2 separate regions of the Rattus norvegicus genome follow, and region 1 is linked to region 2. The links are chromatin contacts, called in public Hi-C maps. All regions are on one chromosome and are shown on one strand. The core of a region is the stretch at or near the end of the contact, and the rest is flanking DNA. Distances in the headings are between cores, read along the strand shown. Region 1 has its middle 76 kb from the start of Trmt9b. Region 2 overlaps Dlc1 (DLC1 Rho GTPase activating protein).

The links. A called contact is a pair of places that touch in the nucleus more often than the background predicts.
Region 1: a contact with region 2 is called in a Hi-C map of liver, with 5 times the contacts expected there. The contact joins two enhancer-like sites. A contact is called at or near these places in 11 of 12 Hi-C or Micro-C datasets (the A7r5 cell line, the Rat2 cell line, Schwann cells and 7 more).

The regions. Positions count from the first base shown.
Region 1 is chr16:62,417,983-62,421,352 of GRCr8, forward strand. No RefSeq gene overlaps it. Among named protein-coding and RNA genes, the nearest start is that of Trmt9b, 76 kb to the right of the region's middle. Within about 2 kb of position 1,484, at least 12 of the 93 cell types and tissues checked have an H3K27ac peak or open chromatin away from gene starts, as enhancers often do. A contact at or near this core is called in liver, where this site is marked.
Region 2 is chr16:62,122,995-62,126,123 of GRCr8, forward strand. All of the region lies in intron 4 of Dlc1 (DLC1 Rho GTPase activating protein), which reads left to right. Among named protein-coding and RNA genes, the nearest start is that of Dlc1, 130 kb to the left of the region's middle. Within about 2 kb of position 1,582, at least 9 of the 93 cell types and tissues checked have an H3K27ac peak or open chromatin away from gene starts, as enhancers often do. A contact at or near this core is called in liver, where this site is marked.

The DNA of each region.
Region 1 (3,370 bases), core at 234-2,733, 290 kb after region 2:
AACCATAATTTTTCTAGTTATGAATGTTAGTGTAAATATCTGATATATAGGACATATAATATATATATGACCCACAGGTTGAGAACAGCTGGTTTATGGGGTCTCCTATGCCATAAGCCATAGACTCTCACTTCCTCACTGAAAAGAAGATATATGAGACAATAGGTAACTCACCCTATTTTGTTTTAAGGGGCTGGAAACAGTCCTACCCTAAGCCTTGTCTTACCCCAAGGCTTCTATGTAGGGGTAGCTACTAGGAAAGGTCCCTTCAATGCCTCTCATGGGATCAAAATGTATCAAACGATAATTAGAACTATTAAGAGCAGTCGAGATTAAATGTGACTCTGAGTCAGAGTTAATTTGAAGAACTGCTGTAAAAGGCTGTTTCTCTGGGCTGGATAAGACAATGACGTCACAGTTACCAAGTTTCCTGCACAGTCAACAGGCCTCCCTTTAAACTTCTCGGATTCAAGTGCCCTTCCTTAGGAAAAGATCGCCGGTTGGTTTCTGTCTATTTTACCCTCGTGTGGTTTTGTCCTGGCATTCTTTGTGAATATGGGGCAGATTGTTAAATAGGAGCCAACAGCTGGAGTCAGACTTCCTGTGTGAAGGCCAGCGCAGCTCGTTTCCAGCCGGGCGTTTGATATGTTATCTGGGGCAACAGCGACTGGGCACTGCCGAGGCTTCAGAACGGCTCCCTTCAATTTCCTGTATATGTTTATAATGGTGGATGTGTGTGCACATGTACACGTGTGTGCAGAGAGTGGAGAGCGAGCGAGGGGAGGCTTCTGCATGCATTTCATTAGCCTCTGTGAAGGGGTTTCAGTTAGACATGTGCCTTATGGAAAAGAAAACAAAAAAGACACCAGTTAGCCACAGCGAGGGTTCCTCACACAGCTGCCACTAATGACCTAAGTAATTTTGGGCAAGTTATTTCATCTTCTGGCCCAGTTCTGTTTCTGTCGAGGCTCCTTCCGGTTCAGAATCTCTGGCTCAAAGGTTCACTTTCTGCTCCCTGCGACTTGCTGTTCTGAAATACGTGGTTCCCTCCCTTATGATATGATACCGTGTGAGTCCATGTGTTCTAAGCCCTCATAACTTCTTTTCGGTTAATTCTATATTATCCTCTTGCATGTTCTCCGTGAGCCTTTATTATCCAGGCCCCATTGTCTCTACACAAATATTACAAATGTCGGGCTTTATCTGCAAAGAAAAGTCCACAGTGTGTTTGCTTCCTGTTTTGTTCCTGGAGCTTCTAGAGTTTGGAGATTGGGTTTCGTCCTGACAAAGGTTGACCAGAGTCGCTGGGCTGGCTGTCACTTCTCCAGTTCTGTTCTGTTCTTATTAAATTCAATTAGGTCTAAATGTGCCAAATGGCATTTTTTTTTAAATTCATCTGTGTCTGTATCTGAGTATGAACATTTAAAATGGAACCACATAGGAAACTTGTTTTACAGTCTTGGTTGTCCCACGCTGATGGCTTCCTCGGGTTCTCCACAAGTGGGTTTAGCGCCATCTAGCGACTCAAGGGCTAAAGCTTTACTGCTTGGTTGACTGTATTTGAAAATTTGCTGACTGAAACAAGCTAAAACCGGAGGAAGCCTTGCACCTAGCTCTCCTGTTCTCCAGGAGGGTCGAATTTATTACTGACCCCAACAAATTTTTGTAACCTACAGAATCCCCGAACCACGAAAAGCGTTTGGTTTTTAATCTTTCTTCCTTCCTTCCTTCCTTCCTTCCTTCCTTCCTTCCTTCCTTCCTTTCTTTCTCTCTTTCTTTCTTTTTTTTAGTTATTCATTTTACATCCTGTTCACTGTCCTCCTCCTGGTCACCTCCCCCAATCCTTTTCTCCCTCCCCTTCTCCTCTGAGCTGCCCCCCCCCCCTCCCCGATATCCCTTCACCTGGCACTTCAAGTCTATGGGAGGCTAGGCGCTTCTCTCCCACTGGGGCCAGACAAGGCATAGCTAGAAGAACATATCCCACAGGGAACAGCTTTTGGGCTAGCCCCCATTCCAGTTGTTCAGGACCCACATGAAAACCAAGCTGCACATCTGCTACGTATGAGCCGGAAGGCCTAGTGCTAGCCTGTGTATGTTCTTTGTTGGTGGTTCCGTCTCTGAGAGCCCCGAGGGTCCAGGTTAGTTGACTCTGTTGGTCTTCTTGTAGAGTTCCTATCCCCTTAGGGTCCACAATCCTTCTTCCTCCTATTCTTCCATACCAGTCCCCAGGCTCCATCCACTGTTTGACTGTGATTGTCTGTATCTGTATGAGTCAGTTGGTCTGTGGAGCCCCTCAGAGGACAGTTGTCCTAGAATCCTGTCTGCAAGCGTAACAGAGTATCATGTTGATCAGAGTCGCCGGACTGACTGTCACTTCTCCAGTAATCATGTCAGGGATTGGTCCTTGCCTATGGAATGGGTCTCAAGTTGGGCCGGTTATTGGATGGCCATTCCCTTAGACTCTGCTCCATCCCCTGTCCCTGCATTTCTCCCTCTCTCTCTTTTAAAGATTTATTTATTTATTTATTTATTTATTTATTTATTTATTTTATGTATATGAGTACACTGTCACTGACTTCAGACACACCAGAACGGGACATCAGATCTCATTACAGATGGTTGTGAGCCACCATGTGGTTGCTGGGAACTGAACTCAGGACCTCTGGAAGAGCAGCCAGTGCTGTTAACAGCTGAGCCATCTCTCCAGCCCTCCTCCCCCCCCCCCCCCCCCCCGCATTTCTTTTAGACAGGATAAGTTTTGGGTTGAGAGTTTTGTGGGTGGGTTGGTTTCCGTATCGCTCCACCGGGGTCCCTGCCTGTTTCTAATTTTTCCGTGTGACTTTTGTGTTCTTCGTGTAGGACGTCTGTTGGTAATTATGCTCCTGGGTAAGAACATGGGGGGAGTTGTTTACTTTCTGATCAGCCTCAATTTTTCTGTTTGCTTTTTCTGCTTTTTTAGGTCTAAATATTTCCAAGAAACCTTCTCAACTTTTACAAAAACCTTCTGCCAGTCCCAGCTGTGATTTACAATACCAATTGTACCCCTCTCAAACATGTGTGACTTTCTACGCTCCAAGAGCTCAGCGTTCCCCGGTGTAAACGCACATTGGGCGTTGAGATGTTTTTGACAGGTCTTTTCGGTTTGGTGATATTTAAGTTTTTATTTAATATTTTTAAAAACCTCAGGCTCATAAAACTCCACAAGATAAATACTGTGACAATTTACTCGCCTCTCCATGTTTACAAATTGGGAAAGATGATAATGGAAAACAAACTCGACCTAGGCTAATGGCATTAGATTAGTCAGAACGCCATTTACAGTGTACATGTTGCAAACCAAAGCGGAAGGTATTCAAGCACCAGGAGAGGA
Region 2 (3,129 bases), core at 332-2,831:
GAATCAATATAAGCTAATTATCAGAAGAGGAAGACATTTGTCCCAGTTGAAGAAGATGTTGAAAGTGTCTGGACACAGATTTACTATGTGCATCCAAATGTGGCAAGAGTTTAAGCCTAGAGAAAATATGAGGTACATCTTAAACATGGGGAATTTGGCAATGCTTATTCAGGGAACTGAAAAGCGTCTCAGATAATAATTAGTGTTTTGGTGGGATAAAATGTAAGTGAATGAGAATTAGAGAAAAGTAAATGAATTAGAAATATGTGGGATTTTTTTCCTTATTATGCGAGTTGTCCACAAAAAATTAGGGTGGGGAAATCACAGATTTTGGTTAATACTTGAAAAGTTTTCCAAGAAGCCTAATAGGGTATGACAATTTAAAAAAAAATCACCTGCCCTTAATCCAAAGAAGAATCTGCAGAAGCTCAGAGATTTCTGTGCCAGTCCTTGGGGCTACAAAACAAAGAGGTTCGAAGTAGCAGTGTACAAGTGGAAACTGGGAGCAACGTTTGACTAAGAAGAACAGAGTAGGGAAATCCATTCAAAGAGGAGATCAGCACACTGACTTCCAGCAGAGGTTGGCATGACATCCAGGAAGCCAGGGCAGAAACCTTGACTTTATTGTCTGTTCCCTCTCTTCACCATAGGGGCTAGAGAGAAGTCTGGAGGGTTGAGAGCACCGCTTGCTCTTCCAAAAGCTTTACTTCTTTCTCCTCCTCCTGCTTTTGTCTCTTTCCTCTGAAGCTAAAGTCCAATAGTAAACTGCCCAAGATCCTGATGGAGAGCCACTACAGAAAAGGACTAGAACGGGAGCACAGATGTGGTCAAAATACATACAATCATACAAACATGAGTATACATGCACGCGGGCACACTGCCCTATAACTCTCACATCCTAAGAAACAAATTCACTACTATAGGAATTCCTTTCCATTTTTAAAGAGCTTCTTGATGCCCGGAAAGGGTTAAGGGAGGATCCACCTTTGTACCTGATTGTCTTTAGCCAAGTAAAGCAAAGACACAAAAGCATGCAGCTTGGTTCTTGACTGTTTGAATTGTAGCTTTGCTGCCAAATGTGAACAGTTCCAAGCAAAATCCATGTTGCAATCGCCCAATATTGAGAAATGGTTGAGTTCGCCTGGCAGGCTACATGAGATGGTTCTCCGAGGCTGTTGGACAACAAAATTCTAAGAGCCTTTTGCATGGTGTTTTAGCAGTCACTGGTGTTAGTTTGGTTTGCTATTTTATTTTTGTTTCGTGGGGAGAGCATGTGAAAATACTTTAACCAATGACCTTAGATTCGGTATCATAGCAAAAGAATTCACATTAATTTACTTTTCACCTCTCCCAGGCTTTTAGTATAATAGGGAGAGGGATGTTTTTTAGAAGAAGAGGCAGGGGTCAATTTACACTTCAGTTTTATGATGTGGGGCGAATTAATTACTTGAGTGTCAGCGCATTAATCCGTCAAGTAGGAGTAATAGTATACCAGGTAGCTTCAAGGTCCGCAAGAAGTCCAAAGAGTAAAAGTAAATGCTTAGCATTCCTTTTGTGGATGACGCAGGCTGAGTTCTTACAGCACTTGCTTACAGAACACACTGCAGTAGAAGTCCAGAAACAAGGGCACCACCCCCAGGGGACAAGTATCCCAAGGAGCAAATCCCCAACTACAAAGAAACTCAAAGTGAAACATCAAGTTGCAGATTAGCTGTGTGGGTTATCATGGCAGATTTTAACAAAACTAGGACTTAGAATTGTCTATAAGATGGTCTAGTTAGGGGTTGGGGATTTAGCTCAGCAGTAGAGCGCTTGCCTAGCAAGCACAAGGCCCTGGGTTCAGTCCCCAGCTCTGAAAAAAAAAAAAAAGATGGTCTGGTTGATGTTTTGGTCCTATGTAAAAGTACAGACTCCCAGTGATGGCTGAGACCAACACTGACCCCATGCCTTCTACAGTGTGGGACTGGTTCACATAGTGCTGAATAAAGGACACAAGGCCTCCTGAAAAGGGAAAACCAAAAGTCTCTATCAGAGAAAGTAGACATGAGCTAGTTAAGCCTATGATAGGACAATCTACAAAGGCCTCTCTGGGACCATGGAATCTGATGAGACGCCAACTTCACGGATAAAAAGAGCCAAGAGAAGAGAATTTCAGACAGGAACTATGCAGGGCAAAGACCTTAAGACTGAAAAGACCATAGAATGTGTTAGCATTAGAATGGGCTCTGTGTGGTCCACATAGTAACAGTCAAATCATCCTGATGTGGAGGCAGAAATTAGGGTAAGTGCGAGCTTTCTTCTCAGCACTGAGCAATTGCCTTTTCCTTCTTCCACATCCCTCCTGTGATATCTTAGTTCTCACAACACTGTTACATCCACTTGATAACTAGGCAGCAGTACTGGGGAACAGGTAATGTAATCTTGTATCATGAACAATTCATGTCCATGCTCTGAGATGGAAAGGATATAATTTAATAATCAAGGTTTAGCAAGATCAAAGTTCACCTTGAATTCCTGGCTCATCTCTGATATTATCAAATGGCTAAATCTGACACCAGATGTTGTAGTCTGTCCAGAGGTTAACTGTTCATATCAAGTGTGCTAATTTCATGCTCTTGTTCCCCACTAAGAAAGTTTTCCTAAACTAGACTTTGTGATATTGTAAGTCTCCAGTTTGATTAGAAAACACCCAGAAAGCCCAGAAGTTCTACTGTTCAGCCTCTATAGCAGTGATTCTCAACCTTCAGATTGCCCTTTGGCAAACATTTATCCCCAAAAATATAATTCATAACAGTAGCAAAATTACAGTTACGAAGAATTTTATGGTTGGGGGTCACCATATCATGAGTAACTGTGTAAAAGGGTCACAGCATTGGGAAGGTTGAGAACCCCCGCTCCACAGCCTGGAAAATGTCAAGCTGCTGTCATTGTCTGCAATTTTTGTCTCAACTTCCTAGGTCCACTTAAGCTACATACTGTCACTGAAACTCTGCCTTGTCAGCTGATACAAATTGACTCATTTTCCTCCTTCAGGCCATGAAGCTGCAAAGTGCTGCTATTCTCTAAACTGTGTACTGGTTGACATCCATTGAATTCAGCTCCTCTTTATCTCTGGGTTTTGGCTGGTTG